2 separate regions of the Triticum aestivum genome follow, and region 2 is linked to region 1. The links are chromatin contacts, called in public Hi-C maps. All regions are on one chromosome and are shown on one strand. The core of a region is the stretch at or near the end of the contact, and the rest is flanking DNA. Distances in the headings are between cores, read along the strand shown.

Region 1 (3,723 bases), core at 563-3,062:
ATGCAGCAAATATCAGAGCGCAAAACGACTTAGAAATTCTGAGAAACACAAGTGGCAGCCTCATTAGTTTTGTCTATATGTACCAAAAAGCATACAGATGAGTAAGTTAAGCACACAACTATTGCCTGCAATTCCTCTTATCTGAAGCTGCATTTTATCATCAGCGGGTGCTGCAATCATTTCCTTTCAGCCAATAATGAATGATTTACTGAACCAAGACAGATTTACGTATAATCAACATGGTTTCACAAATATAGGTTTCCCCAGATAAATCAAGAAGAGCCAACAGGTTTCCTACTCATCCTTCATTCTGTACTTTACCAAAAATTCTAATAACCTTCATTGCATACCTGATCATTCAGACACATTGAAGAGTGGAAGTTACGGATAGTGTGATAATGTTGACTAGCTTAATTCAATAAACATATTAAAGCTCACAATTTGATCGTCAATTACATTATGGGCATATGCCTCATATAAATGCAGGCATGTAATCCCCCAGAAGTGACTAACAGTTAAATAAAACTGCATCAAATACTCAGTCTACCCAAAAACCCAAATAATCTGTAGACATGCTATTCTAAACGGAAAACTTAAAGCGCGAACGTGTGAGACTGGGCTTACGGCGCGACGAGTGTCACACTGTCTGATCAGCAAAGCAGTCCGCGCATGATGCGTTCATGGAGATTCAAGCTGACGTCACATGGGCGTGGATGCCGGCGCTGTAGCCAGTCCATTCTAAAGATAACGAGGATGGCCACAGCACTAGACATCACTGATTTAAATAACGCTGTATAGCACCGCTAAGCTAATAGCTAGCGTTCTGAGCAATGTCTCTCTAAATGGAATCAGTGTACAATCGTTCGGTTATAGTGTAATATAGCTTCGCTATAGCGGATTTTAGGGGCTGCGCTATTTTGACATAGCAAGCTAATTTTTTGACATAAAGGGGTATCCAAAAGCAAATTCAGTTCCCATTCGTCGCTCAAGTAAAAGCAGGCATGCCTCACTTTTTTTTTCGGCCTAAAAAACACAGACTCTGGCTTCTACAGAATAATACAGAGTATGAAACCAACATTGTGAATACATGATCCTCCACTACTGCGGCTAACACCAACAACCACAATGGCATAAGCAAAACAGCGATAGACGGCTAAGAAATCTCAGGTTTTCCCCAATGTAAACATGGAAGAACACACATAGAGATCCCTGGATCATACCCCGCCCCCAACTACGCACGGCACCGATCATGCCCTGGCACCTACACCATGAACGCGGCAACTAATCACACGCCTGCGTCAACCCTCTCACGCGCCTCCGCATCTCGCGTCAGAGCGCAACCACGCATTCAACAAATACACAAACAGTATAAATCTGCTCTGATTTCGCAGGCCCAGCGGAAGGGGGAGGATTCGGCACGAATAGGCGGCAGGGCGAGCTGGGGGAGGAATCCCCCCCCCCCCCCCCCCCCCCCCCCCCCCCCCCCCCCCCCCCCCCCCCCCCCCCACACACACACCAAGGGCTCACGCGGCGACGAGGGAACGGCGGCGCTTACGGATTGCTCGGAGTGCCAGGCGAGGCCGCGGTAGACATTGAAGGAGAAGGAGCCGGCCAGGTAGAGCGTCGCCACGCCCAGCCCCGCCGTCAGCGCCTTGAACGCCGTGTCCATCACCGCCATCTCCGCCGCCTTCTCTTCCTCGACGCCGGGATGTTGGAGCGCAGAAACCCTCGTCGCCCGATTCCGTTGGTCTGCGTGCGTGCCACGAGGGGAGAAACCTCGAGTTGGCCTACTAGTTCGGCCTGTGGGCCGTGGGCTGTTGGCTTCTGGGTAGTTGAATGCTGGGCATGTGTGTGGCCTGGCCCAACATACACAAATCGGCTTAAAATTCACACTTGTGAAGTTGGGAGCTCCTAATCAGCGCGTTCAGCGCCCGTTACGCGCGATGGCGCTCACAGAAGACCGTACTGAGCCGTGGCCCAAAAATATTCGCTCTCACCGCTAGAAGGAAAAAAACTCAGATATATCGTGTGGACTGGGACTCAAACTCCCGTCTCCAATGTCAATACTAATCACGTTAACCAACCAACCAAACTCAGTTTGTTGATTACCAGAGGAAACAATACTATTTGACACTTCTTTCGGTACAAAACTTAAACATAGGAGTATATAAGTATTATATATCCGCTATAAATTATGTGAATAAAAGAAAAGTTTGTATCAATCAAAAAAATTTGTAAAAGTGGAAATAGTTCGTGAATTTAAAAAATTTCACCAAATTTTAAGAAAAATTCAGCTTAGTTGAAAGAAATTCATTGAATTTGAAAAAAATCATTGAATTCGAAAAAAAGTTCATTGAATTTGGAAAAAAGTTCACCAAAATTCAAAAGGTTCATTGATTTGTTTTGAAAAAGTTCATTGTACTTGAAAAAAAGTTAACCAATTTTGAAAAAAAGTTCATCTAATTTCAAAAAAGTTCATCGATTTTAAGAAAAACTTCATCGAATTTACAAAAAGTTCACAAATTTGAAAAAAGTTCATCGAAGTTTGAAAATAGTTCATCGATCTGAAAAAAAGTTCATAAAATTCAAAAAAAAGTTCACGGATTGAAAAAGAGTTCATCAACTTGGAAAGAAGTTCATTGAATTCAAAAAAAATTCATCGATTCGAAAAAAAGTTCACAGATTGAAAAATACTTCGCGCATTTATCATCTATCAAAAAGTGTGAGAATAAAGAACAAAAAAGAAAAAAAAAGAAAAAGAAAAAATGAACAAACCCGTTCAAAAAAACAGTAAGTAAATCAACTAAAAAGAACGTAATCAGTCACTTCCGAAGCAGGTGGCCGGGTGGTTATCGTGGTGTACCTGGAACGAGCAGGTCGTCTTCCTTCAACGTTATCGTCGGAGGCAAACCAACGGACTGTCAGTGCTTAATCGCATCGAAGCTTTCAGAACTGAATAAAGGAGCAGTTATATTTGTGGAACGTCAGTTAGGAAACAACCCTGAACGTCATTGGCCTTGTAACCACCGTCTTTCCTTGATGTTGTTGAAGAAGAAAGGCAAAACTGCCATCGGAGAGGTTGTCGCCTAGAACGCTAGATCCTCCACATAGGAGTAGCGGCGAAAGACAACTCCCTTGGGTCCCTTGACTTTGTCGTAGAGGGCGTTGTCGAGCTGTGCCTGGGACATGGATTACTTATTCACAGTGTTAGCGTAGCCGCCATCCGGGGATTCAGAAACAAAGTTTGAACCCTAATCCTAACTCTACACCCTGGCAGAAGAAACGGGTCCCTTCCCCTCACTGTTTGTTTTTGGGGCAACGCAAATAGATGGTCGCAATGACAATGTTTTTTCTTAAAACAACCATCTGTTTTAAACATAGTTGTGGCAGGTAAGAATAAATAGTAAGTACATAATTTTTTATGGATGTCTCGCCCAAAAATGATATTTGCAACATAGTGTCCCTGAGATTTGAGCAGGATCATGTAAATTACCAGGATTAACATTTTAAGTGCTAGCAGATATACTAATTTAAATCTCTTGCACTTCCTAACTTGCTTAAATGGTTGTGCACAAGCCATGCCTAGCGACATTTAATCGTGGGAAGAGTCGCAAGATAATAAAAGGGCCCCATAATAAAATGAAGCCTTGTTGTGCGAATACTCCAATGCGTATAGGGAGGAGTCAGAAAAATATTCATTGGTGTTGCTCTTCCAAGTATAGT
Region 2 (3,723 bases), core at 475-2,974, 130 kb after region 1:
TCTTGTGGCTGTTAACCAATGAGTTACAACGAAAAGAGATGATTGATGGATGTTAGATGCCACTTGACTATTTTGACCACCTTGGTTGAACCATAATGAATCTATGCATTATCTTAGAACATGAAAGAAATGTATAATTGCAATATTTTGGTTACTCATTTTATTCAACTATAAACAGCAAATCAACAAAGCAATGCAGAACCAAGCAATAATGTGTAGAAAAAATGGCAAGATATTTCGAGTTAGAAAGACCAAGTACCTTTTCTCGATGCACTTCTCAAAACAAACATGTGTAAGCCTGCATAAAAAAAAATTGGCTCACGGCATCAAGATGTGTATACAATAAAAAAGGGATTCAGGAATAATGTGGCACAATCTAACTATCTCCAAGCAAGAAGAGTACAGAGTGGATGATACACCATGGTGAGGCTGCTAAATATTTATCAGCCCTATAATAATGTCAGACTGACATTTCACAAGAAGCTGCCTATGCAAGCGTATTTGGAACACACAAACAAAACACAAAATTCTCTCTTGTCATCATTAATCTAGTTTAGATTAGGAAGCAACAAATGAGAATAAGTGAGTATCTACTACCAGCAAAGCACACGGCATCTTGGTGCTTACAAGTTACAACTTACAAGTAATAGCATGCCAACATAACTAAATTACGTGATGCTACCTCTCCTCCTGATCAATGTGACTAGTAGGTGGTATATAGGAGTACATTAACAAGCATCCCACACATTAATTGCAGCTTCATGGAAGATCATTCTACTAGGCAGTTCGACAATGTCATTATTCTCAGCTCATCAAACAGCTCTATTCATAGTTCTCGGCACATAAACAACAGGTTTATAACTGTGAAACTACATTATGCAATTAGGGGTAGAGTAACAGTAGTGCACACACATTATTTGCGGGCAAATAGGTTCAGGGAAGACCATCCTATTAAGCGGTTCAACAATGTCATTGTTCCCAGATCAATCAAGCAGTTCTATTCAGAGTTGCCGGTGCAGAGCATGGCAACCACTTGTCATAGCTGAAGGAGAAAGAGTTCCCAAGGAAATCACTGAAGCAGTAAAAACATTTTACACCAGGCTTATAATTGTCAAACTAATTTAGGCTACTCATCCGTCTGCAGCGCCACGACAAGTGCAAGCAATTTCTACTTCAGACTACATAAGTAACCTCATTGCATCAACCAGTGATCTGATCCCACAAGCCCCACCCAGGTGGCAAGCAACTAACAGGCGAATCACTCACCGGTTGAAAAGCTCGACCCGGTACTCCATCTCCTTCTCCGCCATCCCGAACATCTGCATCGCGCAACCACCGTCAGTTAACCTCATCACAAACTCTCCAAATCGAAATCGCGCAACCACACATAATAAAACATCAAAATTCGGAAGCTAAAATCGGCGCGCGTACCATCTCCTTCTCCAGCTCGCTCCGCACGTCCTTGGGAGCAGCCATTGTCGCGACGCCTTAGCCTGCACAGACAGAATCGCCGAGCGCACCGATCTAAGCAAGGGATTCATCCGGGGAAGGGACGGGGAGCAAGACGGCGTTTCTTACGGGGAAGGGGGGCCGGAGATCTCGCGAGCTGGGCGGCGGCGGCGGCGGTGGTCGAGATGCCGCGGTCGCGAAGGGGAACGCTGGAGCAGCGGCGAGAAAAGCTCTAGGGTTTTGCCCTCCTTCTTTCTTGGAGGAGGGGGGCACCTGCGCGCCTCATATGGGCTTCGCACTAACTCCAATGGGCCTACAGGCCCGAGTATGTTCGCCGGCCCAAGGCCCACGTTTCTGGGCCGGCAGGTGATAAGCGGCTCTATTTTTTTAAAGTAAGTTAAATCGCTTCGTTCCCGAGCGGCTTGAGAGAGCTGGGAGCAATGAGCTTGGTGGTCTATCCACTCCTGCGGCTCCCGTGCCGCTGCGCCCTCGCGGCGGCGCCGCGGGCCGCCGCGGCGTCGGTGGTGTCGCTGTCGGCATCGGCCTCGGCCTCGGCGGCGGACGGCGGGGACGGGGAGCTGACGGCGCGGGAGAGGCGGGAGAGGCGGAGGGAGGCGAGGGAGCTCAAGGCGCGGGACTGGAAGGAGGAGGTGGAGGAGCGGCTCATCCACGAGCCGGCGCGGCGTCGGAAGAAGCCGCCGAAGCGGACGTGGCGGGAGGAGCTCAACCTCGACTTCCTCGCCGAGCACGGCCCGCAGTGGTGGCTCGTGCGCGTCTCCATGGCCCCCGGCACCGACTACGTCGACCTCATCACCAAGGCCGTCGCCCGCCGCTTCTCCGAGGTGTCCTTCAAGGTAGTATCGCCCCTAGTCTCTCCTCTCGCCCCCCGAATGGAGCTATGGGTCGCTCGTTTAGATCACTGGCCTCTCTCATGAGCATTTTGCCGAACACCTGAAGCGTAATGTGCCATGGGGTGTCTGGATTGTGCTATGAGCAATGCCGCCGTGCAAAACTCTGATCACCACTACTTAAATTTCACATGTGCAGAGAAGTTATGCATAACGAAACCTGTGAGAATGCATTTGGCTATTGGTTGTGAATTCTCATGGCGACGCTTGCCGTCGTGTTTCAGTTTTCAGTAACTAAAAAGTTTCTAGTTCTTATTCCTTTAATCATACAATCAATCATGGTAAAATTTGGGTTAGTGAGATGTGAGGTGAACCCAACGAAAGACAGCCTTCAACTCCCCCTCTTATTTGCATAACATATATCTGCAGATTTACAACCCAGCAATCCAAGTGAAGAAGAGGCTGAAAAGTGGTTTGATCAGTACCAAGTCAAAGCCTCTGCATCCTGGGCTGGTCTTTCTGTATTGCACATTAAACAAGGAGCTTCATGATTTTATCAGAGACACTGAAGGTTGTTATGGTTTTATTGGAGCCACAAGAGGATCTATGTGGGTACTTCTTAGCACATTCATCAAACCTCTGTCTGAAACTTTATTTGCTCTTTGCTTCGATGTTCTTGTTCGAATTATCCATGCTCTTGCTTATACAGCTCTGTTAGATAGCTTGCCACCCTGGATTTTTCAAGTGTTTGCAATCTAGAGTATTGATATTGTACAAACCGTATGCCGTCCATAGTTTAGAATCATCCTTTAACTCACAAAGTGACAAACACGCATTACTCAGTACCCAATTTACCCAAAAACAGCTAGCGCACCAATTTAATGATCCGGATTTCTTTTTGGAGCACAATGGTGCTATGTGCACTTCACATGAAGATCTTGTTCGAAGCAATAACTTGTTTGCTGTAATTGTAGCAGTGTATGAGTGATAGTAGATGTTCGATATATACAGCAGCTGATTGTATCTCATATATGTTGTATGATCAGTTTTCCCTTCTTGTGGCTGCCATTATACTAATACTTCCACCGTGCAGTAAAAGGCAGATTAAGAAGCCTAAACCTATTCCAGTTGAAGAAGTCGAGTCGATTATTAAAAAGGAAAAGGAGGAACAAGAGAAAGCTGACAAAGAATTTGAAGACTTGGAAAACTGGGATAAGGGGTCTTTTGGTAAACCCGTTGAAGACTCTGAACTTATGTTAATTAATAAGATCAAGAAACAGGTCAAGAAATCAACTACAAAAGGTGCCTCCAGCAACGACACTTTTACGCTCGGTGCCAGTGTTCATGTTCTCTCCGGGCCTTTTGCAGGCTTCACTGGCTCTCTTCTGGAAGTAAATCGCAAAAATAAGAAGGTTAGGCTGAGTGG

What was found. A called contact is a pair of places that touch in the nucleus more often than the background predicts.
Region 2: a Hi-C map of leaf shows a contact between it and region 1, with 4 times the contacts expected there. The contact joins the promoter of LOC123123548 here to the promoter of LOC123126024 in region 1. A contact is called at or near these places in 2 of 5 Hi-C or Micro-C datasets (both in leaf).

Annotation. Positions count from the first base shown.
Region 1 is chr5D:532,647,864-532,651,586 of IWGSC CS RefSeq v2.1, forward strand. It overlaps LOC123126024, which reads right to left and starts at 1,813. Exons shown (of 2, transcript XM_044546443.1): 1 at 1,556-1,813. The coding sequence starts at 1,678.
Region 2 is chr5D:532,780,921-532,784,643 of IWGSC CS RefSeq v2.1, forward strand. LOC123123548 (mitochondrial import inner membrane translocase subunit TIM10) reads right to left here and starts at 1,725. Exons shown (of 6, transcript XM_044544072.1): 1 at 1,579-1,725; 2 at 1,432-1,493; 3 at 1,267-1,319; 4 at 260-298. The coding sequence starts at 1,476. It overlaps LOC123123550 (transcription termination/antitermination protein NusG), which reads left to right and starts at 1,867. Exons shown (of 6, transcript XM_044544075.1): 1 at 1,867-2,303; 2 at 2,727-2,905; 3 at 3,391-3,709. The coding sequence starts at 1,890.